2 separate regions of the Sus scrofa genome follow, and region 2 is linked to region 1. A link is a contact called in public Hi-C data. All regions are on one chromosome and are shown on one strand. Each heading gives the region's core, a stretch centred on a gene start, on an enhancer-like site or on the middle of the called end of the contact. The rest is flanking DNA. Distances are from core to core; before and after follow the strand shown.

The links. Hi-C and Micro-C count contacts between places; a contact is called where the count stands out from the background.
Region 2: a Hi-C map of epiblast stem cells shows a contact between it and region 1, with 2.2 times the contacts expected there. The contact joins the promoter of SULF2 here to the enhancer-like site in region 1. A contact is called at or near these places in 4 of 47 Hi-C or Micro-C datasets (embryonic fibroblasts, epiblast stem cells, omental adipose tissue and 1 more).

Annotation. Positions count from the first base shown.
Region 1 is chr17:49,675,866-49,681,508 of Sscrofa11.1, forward strand. The region is part of intron 11 of SULF2 (extracellular sulfatase Sulf-2); the gene reads right to left. Among named protein-coding and RNA genes, the nearest start is that of SULF2, 130 kb to the right of the region's middle. Within about 2 kb of position 2,541, at least 4 of the 83 cell types and tissues checked have an H3K27ac peak or open chromatin away from gene starts, as enhancers often do. A contact at or near this core is called in epiblast stem cells, where this site is marked.
Region 2 is chr17:49,802,274-49,807,916 of Sscrofa11.1, forward strand. It overlaps SULF2 (extracellular sulfatase Sulf-2), which reads right to left and starts at 2,845. Exons shown (of 21, transcript XM_021077816.1): 1 at 2,115-2,845.

The DNA of each region.
Region 1 (5,643 bases), core at 1,291-3,790:
GAGGAGTGGGTAACGATGCAGTAGTATACACTATGGAATATCACTCAGCCATAAAAGAGAACGAGATAATGCCATTTTGCAGCAACAGGGATGGACCTAGAGATTATCATACTAAGTGAAGTCAGAGAAAGACAAAAGGCCTAAGAGATCACTTATGTGACATTTCTGACCTTACTTATAAAACAGACTTGTAGACATAAAAAACAAACTTACAGGAGTTCCCGTCGTGGCGCAGTGGTTGACGAATCCGACTAGGAACCATAATGTTGCGGGTTCGATCCCTGCCCTTGCTCAGTGGGTTAACGATCCGGCGTTGCCGTGAGCTGTGGTGTAGGTTGCAGACGCAGCTCAGATCCCGCATTGCTGTGGCTCTGGCGTAGGCCGGTGGCTACAGCTCCGATTGGACCCCTAGCCTGGGAACCTCCATACGCTGCGGGAGCGGCCCAAGGAATAGCAACAACAACAACAAAGACAAAAAAAAAAACCAAAAACAAAAAAACAAAAAACAAACTTACAGTTACCAAAGGGGAAAGGAGGTGGGGAGGGATGAATGAGGAGTTCGGCATTAGCAGATAAAACTACCAAGTATGGGAGTTCCGTCGTGGCTCAGTGGTTAATGAATCCAAACAGGAACCATGAGGTTGCGGGTTCGATCCCTGGCCTCGCTCACTGGGTTAAGGATCGGGCATGGCCGTGAGCTGTGGTGTAGGTCGCAGACACCGCTCGGATCCCACGTTGCTGTGGCTGTGGTGTAGGCTGGTGCTACAGCTCGGATTCGACCCCTAGCCTGGCAACCTCCATATGCTGCATGTGCAGCCCTAGGAAAGACCAAAAAAACCAAAAAAACTACCATCTATGCAGCAGATAAACAACAAGGTCCTACTGTTCAGCACAGGGAACTATATTCGATATCCTATAATAAACTATAACGGAAAAGAATATGAAAAAGAATATACATAGATAATATATTCTATATATATATAGCTAAATCACTTTGCTATACACGGGAAAGATTACTCTATAAATCAACTATATGTCAATTAAAAAAAAAAGAAAAAAGCATGACTCAGCCTAGCTCCAAGCTCACTCAGAGCTCTTCTCATTCGCCTCCAGACAACTGCAGGGATTATAAGAAATCAGGACGATGGAAGAGAAATGCGTCCTACCACGTGTAAGAGAAAGGGAGGTTCCCCTCGATCCTAAAACCCCCAGAAGGCTCAGGCTTCTCCTTCTTGAGGGACCGACCTCCCTCAAATGATGGGGTCAGCCAGTCCTCTCAGTCGCACCCCAGAGGGCACCCCAGACTTAAAGCAGAGGATCAGGAGCTGGATTCCTTGCTTCTTTTTGGTGGAGGGACGGATGGATGGATTGCCTCTTTAAGGCTGCACCTGCAGCGTAAGGAGGTTCCCAGGCAAGGGGCTGAATCACGAGCTGTAGCCGTCTGCTACGTCAGCGCCACAGCCATGCCAGATCCGAGCCACGTCTGTGACCTACACCAGGGCTCATGGCAACGCCGGATCCTTTAACCCACTGAGCAAGGCCAGGGATCGAACCTGTGTCTTCATGGATGCCAGTCAGATTTGTTTCCCCTGAGCCATGACGGGAACTCCAGGGGCTGGATTTCTTAATTGACACTGGCGTGACTTTTTCCACCTTCTGCTCAGAGGATTTCTCTCACCTGTCACTTCTGACTCTGTCCCAGCAGCCAGAGCCTCTGCCCAGCCTGTGACAACCCACACCCCAGCCCACCATAATATCTCTTAGGGCCTCCTAACACCCCTCATATCTAATTCCCAATTACTTACCAACAAACCTTTTTATTTATTTATTTACTTTTTGGTCTTTTTTTGGTCTCTTTAGGGCTGCACCCGCGGCATATGAAGGTTCCCGGGTTAGGGGCCTAATGGAGCTTCAGTTGCCGGCCTACGCCACAGCCACAGCATGGTGAGATCTGAGCCGTGTCTGCCACCTACGCCACAGCTCACAGCAACGCTGGATCCTGAACCCACTGAGCGAGGCCAGGGATCGAACCCGCAACCTCATGGAGGCTAGTCAGGATCCTTAACGGCTAAGCCACAAAGGGAACTCCAACAAACCTTCTTGGTAGAGCTCTGTCATGAATGCCACTAGAAAATGCAACGAGAAGGGTGATTTTTATTTCCCTACCCTCAGGCCAAGCCCACATCACCTACGCTCCTTATTAGAAACTCATCCTGATTTAAATTCCTCTGAAGAGGATGAGCCTTTAAAAGATGCCCCAATTAGTCTCAGGGCCTGAAGCTGGATGGTTACTAAGTGCTGGCCTGTCTGCATCAACTGGAAGAAAAACAAAGGGCTCCCATCTGCAGCCAAATACTTTCCAGAGACGCAGGGCGAGGAATTAACCCTATGATGACGCCCTCCCAGAGCTGGGGGACTTCACACTCCCTTCTTACCGCTAATGAAAGAAGGTTAATTTGGTTCAGACAGGAACCAAATCTATCCACCTGCACGAGTCCCAAGCGCCATAAACTTGTAATTCCCGGGCACCCTGTGGCTGTTATCCCCACCTCCCGCTGCTGAAGCCTGATTTAAGGTCAGGGACCTGTGGGCAGCTTCCTTTCACCCGAATCCGACTGGCCCTTCTCTTCGCATTTGCCTTTAAAAGGAGCTGTTAACAAGGACGTGTGTTGCCACAGGGAAAAAAACTGCCTCTAACCTTTCTGTCTCTTCTGGCTGGTCTAAGAATTAACTTGATGCAAAACAGATAAACAGGAGGAAACCAAATAAAAGTTGACTACCACGTATCCATGGGAGAGACCCAGAAAAAACTGGAAGCTGTCACCTGAAATATGCCTCAGCCCAAGACAAAAAAGGATTAGAGGGTGGGGCAAGCCAGTCCTGGGGGGTGACCAGGAAAAGCACCGGAAACAAGGGTGAGTGCCCCGATGCAGGTGTAAGGCCTGGCGCCCTCCCGGAGAAGTTTCTGGAGATTGGGTCCAGCTCCTCTTCCAGGGACAGAGGGGGAGATGCTTCTGAGTAGAGATTTTCCTCATAAAGGTAAACATTTGCTTTTCAGAGTTTTCCCCACTGTCCCTGTTTCCTTGAAAATGACCAGCTCAGAGTTCCCATTGTGGTGCAGCGGAAACGAATCCAACCAGGAACCATGAGGTTGCGGGTTCGATCCTGGCCTTGCTCAGGGGGTTAAGGATCCAGCGTGCCGTGAGCTGTGGTATAGGTTGCAGAGACGGCTCAGATCTGGCCTTGCTGTGGCTCTGGCGTGGGCTGGCAGCAACAGATTGGATTAGACCCCTAAGCTGGGAAGCTCCATAGGCTGTGGGTGTGGCCTATAAGGACAAAAGACAAACAAACAAAGAGTTCAAAGTACTTAACATGCCACTGAGGCGTATGCATTCTGTCCACACCTCCGGCTCTGGGCTTACCTGATGGTGATAAACCTTTTTGTCTACACTGCCTTAAAAATGACGGGGCTGCTCAGGCATCCTAGGACAGGCTTTTGCCTCTCAGTTATGTCCTGGAGCGTATTCCTCATGCCGATCGGAGTCCTTGGTCCCAGGTATGCCCCTCCCCACCTTGCTATGTGTGTGGCCACACGATTGACAAAGCTGGGGCTCTAACCTTCCCCGCCATTCATCTATGTTTTCCTTGCTGTGTCTGCTCTCTTACAAGTTCACAGGCCTCCGCACTTCTCTACCCAGAGAGAGACCACCTATGAGCCGACTTAACCTACCCATCACCTCTCCTGGCTCACACTCCAAATCCAGCCCCTTCACTCCCCTCCCTGCGGGTGGAGAGCCCCACTCCATTCCACACCATTGCCTGGCAACTGCCAAAACGGTCTCAAAGCCGCAAGATACTCTCTCAGATGTCCTCTTAAGACAACCCAGGCTGACTTCTCTTTTGCGATGGCTCCCATCAGGGAATTTCCAGGGAAACCTAACACCTGGTTATGCCATGGCGCCCCCTGGTGGACACTTGAGTGGAGACTTGTCCATTGCGGGACCAGCCCCTGCTGCAGAGCGCAGGGCTCACCAGCAAAGGGGAAACCACCACGACATGCTTTTGGAGTCTGACAGGCTGTTGGCACAATTTGGAGATCCCGAGAGTCTTAACCTCTGCAGCTTCTCCTATTGCTGCTGGGCGTGTAATTGCGGCTGTTTCAAACCTCCCTTCTAACCCTGCAGTTGTTCACTGCTCAGCCCCTACTCAGGAGTCTGATGCTTGATCTTCAGGAAGTGAAAAGATGGACAGAGCTGCTGAAATTGGGGCTCAAAATGTGTCCACCCCCTGCTTATCCTTTCTTCACTCTATTTTTTTTTTTTTTAATTTTATGGCTGCACTCGCAGCATATGGAAGTTCCTGGGCCAGGGATTGCATCTGAGGTGCAGCTGCAACTTATGCCACAGCTGTAGCAATGCTGGATCCTTTAACCCACTCCGCCAGGCTGGGAATTGAACCCGCACCTCCCTAGCAACCCTGAGCTGTTGCAAGCAGCTTCTTAACCGATTGTGCCACGGCAGGAACTCCTCTCCACCCAATTTTTAAACCTGCTTTTATTCTTGACTGACATTTGCCATAGGCATGGCTATGTCATTAGCCCACGATAAAAAAAAAAAAAAAAAAAAGCCAAACGGACACAAAAAACGTGCCAATGATCAGATGGATTAGACTCTCGGCAAACAACTCTTCTTGTGACCTTGGGCTTGCACTTGCCTCCTCGTAAATGAGGTGTATGTGCAGACAAGGGATAATTAAGGCGCTGAAAAGACAGTGGTTTTGCCCTGGCAGCCACCGAATTTCTGACCAAATTACTTCCCAATGACTACCTATGGGTCTCAGCCAACTTCTGGGAGAGCCCTGGACCCCCAGAAGCCCTCCTAGGCCCTCCCTCTGCGCCACTGCAAAGAGAGTTTACAGATTTGCCCCTGGCTGGGGGCTGTTCCCACTGCTTGGTTATCGTTCACATGGTTAGTGGCGGGACGTCGTTCACATGGATGTGGTGATGCTATCTATGGCCACGGTAATGAAATCAACTGAGATTACTGCTAGTTTTGACATTCCTTTCTGGATTCGATCAACCCAGGGAACTTGTTTTGCAACAGAAAGAAAGCACCTGCTTTTGCACAAACTCAAGGGTATTCATGAAAATTCCCTCCTCCATCCATCCTCAACCATCAGGGCAAGTGGAACATAAACCTCTAGACATAAAAGGACCTCAGCAAAGCTCTGTCCAGTGACTGGGCTTAAAGGGCCAGAAGCTTTGCCCCGGCCCACAGAAAGATCGGGAATACTCTGCCAGGGGACACGGATGAACCTCTTTTGAGACAGTGTCTGCACACCCATTGCCTCCTGGCATCTCTGAACCTTGCATTCTTGGGACTGTACATGAGCGCTGGTGCTCTGCCCAGGTGTCCGCAAGAACTCACCGCTGTACCTGAAGCTCATCGCCAACCAGGAAAACGGGTGTGGCCTCCCGGACCAACACCCTGACGTCCTTGGCGACCAGGGGACCTGGTGTGCATCAAGGACTTCAGAAGAAAACATGCACGGCCGCTTTGCTGGGAAGGACCTGAGGAGGTCCTGCCACCTACCTACACGCCACCAAAACAACGGGGAAATCCTCCCGGATCCGTGCCAGCCACG
Region 2 (5,643 bases), core at 1,595-4,094, 130 kb after region 1:
CAAGGCGAGTGGTCTTGAGCCTCTTCGCCCCCCTTTTTTCTATAAGGAATGAATGGCTTTCATTTAATTACAACCCTCCAGTGGTTCTGTAGTGGGTAGTGGAGATGCAGGAAGAAACCCCTTCGCTATTAACTACAAGATGAGAGTAACTCTTCCTGATCCAGGCAGAGGTGCCGGGCGTCCTCCAGGAAAACCCACCCTCCCTGCGTCTCCATCCCCCAGAGAACCCGCTCCAGAGCAGCCTCCCTCCTCGGCCCCAGAGGAAGGGGGGGGAGCGGCACTGTGGGAAAGAGGCAGGGGACAGATGGAGGGGCACGCGGGCGGGTGTCCCGACGCGCACAGATGTGCAAATACCCAGATTCGAGTGTAAGCTGAATGTAATGACTTGGTTAATTAAATATTGACTTTTAACTCAAAAAGTGATTAAAACAAGCTGCAGGAAAGACTGTCCAGAGAGGAGAGGGGGTGGGGAATGATTCAGAACTTTCAGGAAGGGAGAAGAGAAGAAAGGGGATGGTCACAGTGAAGGGCTGGGCTTGCCCTACTATGTGCAGGGGGCGTGGCCTCCAGTCTCCAGACAGGGAATTGAAGCTGGAGGTTTTTGTGCAACTAGGATTGGTGGGTTGTCTCTTTACATTTTTCCATCCTTAGGCTGAATCTCTTTCCCCAGCTGCCCTGAAAGTGGAACTGAGAGCTTCTAGTGCTCAGGAACTAGATTCTGTTTATTGCCTTTCTCTGGAACATAATGTAGCGCCGGGCACCAGGAGGTGCTCCAGAAATGCTTGTAGAACGAATGAATGAACTACTATAAAGAATTTTTTTTTTTTTTTTTAAAGTGCACTCCTAGAAATCGCTGCAGCTTCACTGTCAGACTTCTGAAATCTTCGGGCGCCCAGGGAAGGGAGCGCCTCTCTACAAGGCGATGAGAACTGGTTCTGACCCGGCCTGGGAGGAAGTTTGTCTTTTTAATCCCGTTTGCCCTTTCGGTATCTGCTAGTTCCCAGTCTCGGAAGATCCGGTCCACCGCTTTCTCCCGTCCTGCCCGGGGAAGCCCCACGTGGTCTGGCTTCTAGCCGGTCCATTGGGTCTAAACTCAAAGGGGTCAAGAAGGCCATCCCCCTGCGGTCGGCGGGTCCCGGAGCGCTGCTCCCCACTCCCCCCCGGGGGCCTCCAGGGCTCCGCGTGGCGCTTCAGCGGGTCAGGGGCGCGGTGGGAGGCCCTTGCCCGCTCGCCCAGCCCGCCGGCGGGGTCAAACGGGTCATCCTCCCGCGGTCCGCCGGCGCCGGAGCCACCCTGCAGCCGGCCGGGTCCCACCTCTGTGCTGTGCGCTGGGGCCGGAGCCGGGCGGTCCGGACCAGCCCGGGTTCACCTGGGTGGTGCTCCTGCCCGCGTTCACCCCGGGGCCGGGGCCGGCTCCGGGAGCCCCCGGGCCGCCCACCTGATCGCGGCGCTCCACTCACCAGCACGCACCCCCCTCGGCGGCCTCACCCGGCCCGGGGGCCGCCGCCTCTGCCGCAGCCCGGCCGGGCCGCGGGGCGCAGGGGACTCCGCGCCGCCGCCGCCTGCTGCTGCTGCCGCCGCCACCGCCGCTGCTGCTGCTGCATCCCCGGCGAGTGCTGCTGCTGCTACTGCTCCTCCTCCCCTCCCTCCGCCTCCTCCCGCCTCTCCGCCGCCGCCGCCCCCGGCCCCCGCCCCGGCACGCCGCCCTCGCCAAAGTCCGGGTCCGCGCCCCGCCCGGGCGGCTCTCGCAGCGCCCCAACGCCTTGGCACCGCCGGGGTCCGGCCCCCCGCCTGCCTGCCGGCCGCCGGCCTCCGCGCGGGGGAGCCGAGCGCGCGCCGGGGCGGAGAGCGGCGGGGGCCCCGGGGACCCACGGCGGCGCCCTCCCCGCGCCCCCCGCGTGCCAGCGCTTTACCTCTGGCTGGAAGGACTGGCGGCCCGGCTGGCCCTGCTGCCCCCGGCGCCCGGTTCCGGCCCCGAAGTCCAGCCCCGGACGGGGCAGTGGCGGAGAGCGGGGGGTCCGGACGGCACTCCGCCTCCCGATGCCTCGGGACCCCGCTGGCCGCGCTCCCGGCGCCGAGCGCGCACCCTCGCCGGGACACAGACGCACACTCACCCGACACACACTCGCGCCCGCTCGCCCTCGGCGGAGAGTTGAAACAGCTGTGGGATTCGATTCGCCCAGGAGCTGGAAATGAGGGAGGGACGCGGGCCAGAGCCGTGCGTGCGTGTGTAACACACACACACGAGGAGGGCATCTCTAATAAAGCAGAAATCACAATAAAGTCAGGAGGGCCATCGATCAGGTCCACTTGGCTGGAACGAAGAGAAAGAATCCTGCCTCTTTTCCGCTTTCTTTTTCTCCTGCCTCTGAGCTGGAAGGAGCCAAGTGTTCCGCGGGGCGTGCAACAGTCCGGACGGGCGCTCCCTCGTAATGACACGTTAATAAATGTTTTCTTTTATCTGCTGTCACAAGGGCTCACCCCGGTCTGCAAACACTCGACCGCCTTCGCTGAAAGCCGGCGCTCGCCTCTAACCACACACGTTTCCCTTTGGAGACGCCGGCTCGAGGCCGGGCGGGCAGCTAGATCGCAGGGTGAACTGCCCACGCGCCCAGGAAGCTCCCTGAGACATTAACTTGAGCTCACGTGAAAAGAGCTGCCGTTGCCCAGAAATGGTCCGGGAATAGGAAAGAAAGGAGGAGACACCGGCTTCCTCGAGAGGGGAGGAATTCGACTCAAGGTGGTGCTGTCCACCGTGCTTTCCACTGTCCCCAGCGTCCCAGGAGAGGCCTGGAGGGGGACAGGGCTGACAGCGGTGGGCAATGAGCTGGCAGAGAACCAACTAGTAGCTGCAGAAAACCCCGCTCAGTTGCTAAGGGAAAACAGTTTCAGCTGCAGAGAAGGGTACTTGCAGGCAGAGTAAGGGATTTAAACCTAGTAACACTCTTACAAGCTAAGTATCATTATACCCAGGTTACAGATGTGGAGACCAAGTCACAGAGAGGTTAAATAACTGGCTCAAGGTCACCCAAAGGTAAGTGGTAGACTCAGCACTCGAACCCAAGATGCTTGGCTCCAGAGTCATGTTTTTAATTCCCAGGCCATTGTTACTTTCCTACACAGCTGCTTCTTTCTCTGCTGTGGTCTTTCATGCTCGCTGGGGTCGTCATATTGAGTAGATAAAAATGCAGAAGGTGCATGAGGATATATTTACACTAAAAAATTCTTGTTGTTTATCTGACATGCAAATTGAGTGTCCTGACCCTGTCGGGGGCTTTGGACTCTCCCCATAATCTCCCTTAGCTACTGCAGATCATTTACAGTCTAAGTAAATCAGAAAAATCTGGAACTTGCTTTTCCAAATGAGATTCTGGTGCCCACCTTTCAGGACCACTGAGGCTGCTGATCAGCTGTCCTCTGGTTTCCTGGGAACAAAACCTGAGGCTTCTTGATTCACCCGTTCTGCCTCCTCTTTGCAAAGGGACATCTCTGCTGCGGAACCTCTCGTATGGTGCTGTCCAGGGCAAGTACAAAGCTAGCTATGTATGTAATTTAAAATGTTCTAGGAGTTCCCGTCGTGGCTCAGGGGTTAATGAACCCAACTAGTATCCATGAGTTGCAGGTTCGATCCCTGGCCTCGCTCAGTGGGTTAAGCATCTGGCGTTGCCGTGAGCTATGGTGTGGGTCACAGACATGGCTTGGATCCGCCTGGCTGTGGCGTAGGCCAGCAACTGTCGCTCTGATTTGACCCCTAGCCTGGGAACCTCCATATGTCACGGGTGTGGCCCTAGAAACACAAAAGACAAAAATAAAAAATAAATAAAGTTCTAGTGGCTGCATTAAAAAAGAAACAGGTGAAACTAATTTTCATAGTGTATTTAATCCAGTATATCCCAAATATTATCACTCAACATGTAATCGATATACAAATTATTTTTTCTTACTAGGTCTTTGGAATCCAGTGTGTATTTTACACTTACAGCGCCTCTTCATTTGGACCAGCCACATGGGTAGGGGCTCCCATACGGGATAGTGCCGTTCTAGTTGGTTCTGTGGCCCACACTAGGTTATCTCCTCTGGTTCTCTCCATCTTTCAAGAAAACTGATCCTCAGAAAGGTAGAGGGTCACAAAGTTGACAAAACGGAATTTTGACGCACCCGAGGCTGTGTCTGGCTTTGGAACATGTATTTCCTGTGGCAGGAAACGAACTGGGACCTCAGAACCCCTTGGGGGTGTCTCAGGGGCCTGGGGTGGGGGAGGGAGGTGAGATCTGCCGGGGACGGGATCTGCCTTTGGCCTGCTTTGCATCTTGGGTTCTGGAGACTCTCTCAGAGGTCACGGGGAATTCTGCAAAAAAAGTTCATACATGCCCCGCCTTCTTTCAGGCCTCACGTTCAGGAACACAGCTCTCCCCTCGTCCCTCCGTGGGCTGTGCCTACTATTTTCTCCACATCCTGGTCTCATCAGGGAAACCTGGAAATGAGAGGCAGCTCACAGTCGCCTATTTGGGGCTGGAGGCGGGGCTGAGATGGTGTCATTGATTATCTCTTTGGGTATTTATTCTTTCTACTGTTGCTGTTCAAAGGCCAAACATGGTGAAGTCTGTGCCTCGCCCTTTACTCTTTGTTAGGAAGAAGGAGATGGATCTTGTGAGTGCTTGTGTGTGTGCGTACACACCCCTGTGTGTGTGCAAGCATGTGTGTGTTTACTGCAGGCAGGTGCTGTGGATCGGGCTTCGGGTCAGGACCTAACTCACCAGCTCAGACACTCACAGGGTCAGAGGGTCTGCAAAAGGCCCTCTGGCCACATTTACCCCCAAAATTCTCAGCCAACCCACGGTTCTCTGGGTCCGAGGCCTCAGCCTAAGTTTTCCAGGTTCTCTGCAGGCAGGTGGGGACCTCCAGCTCCTTTTGGGAGCCCAGTGTCTGCCTGGGAAACACGAGGGGCCTCAGGGGCCCAGTAGCCCCCCAGCCTTGGAAGTGGCTCAGCCATGACTGGGGGGTGGCACTGGGGGGGGGCGCTCAGTATAATTCTCAGGCCCTTGCACCTCCTGACTCTGCAGCCCAGCCACACTGTCTGGGACCCCCTTTCCCCTCTGTGTCCCTCCTCACTCTGATGGCATCTCTCACCGGGACGTCCTGGCTGGATCATCGGGCTTCTCAGGCTCCTCTCCCCGCTCCCGACTCCCACCCCCTTGTTGGTTTAACCTGGAGGGGACCTTTCCCTTGACACCCACCAGTCTTGCGTCCTCCTCCCGCGAGTTCCCTGGAGGCTCTCTGTGCAGAAAGCCGCTCTGGTTCTCTCTACCTGGCTAAGCCAGAGTGCTCCTATCTTTCCTGGACGCCTATGCAACAATTAAAAAAAAAAAAAAATGCATTCCTGCTGTGTGTTTCTTTATCTCTATCAAGAGGCTGAAACTCAATCTGATTGTCCAAGCACTTCTGGCTGCGTTTGGATTGGAGTAGATGGGATTTTATGAGGGTTGTGAAAGTCGAGCTTTGAACATGTCTCAAACAAATTGGCGTGTGAAGGAGAAATATGATGGCAGAGAGGGAGGCTTGGGAACGTGATGGGGTTGGGGTGGGGGGCTCTTAGAACTGGGGCACAGGTGGCTTTAATAAACCACACCAGTTTGGCCGTAA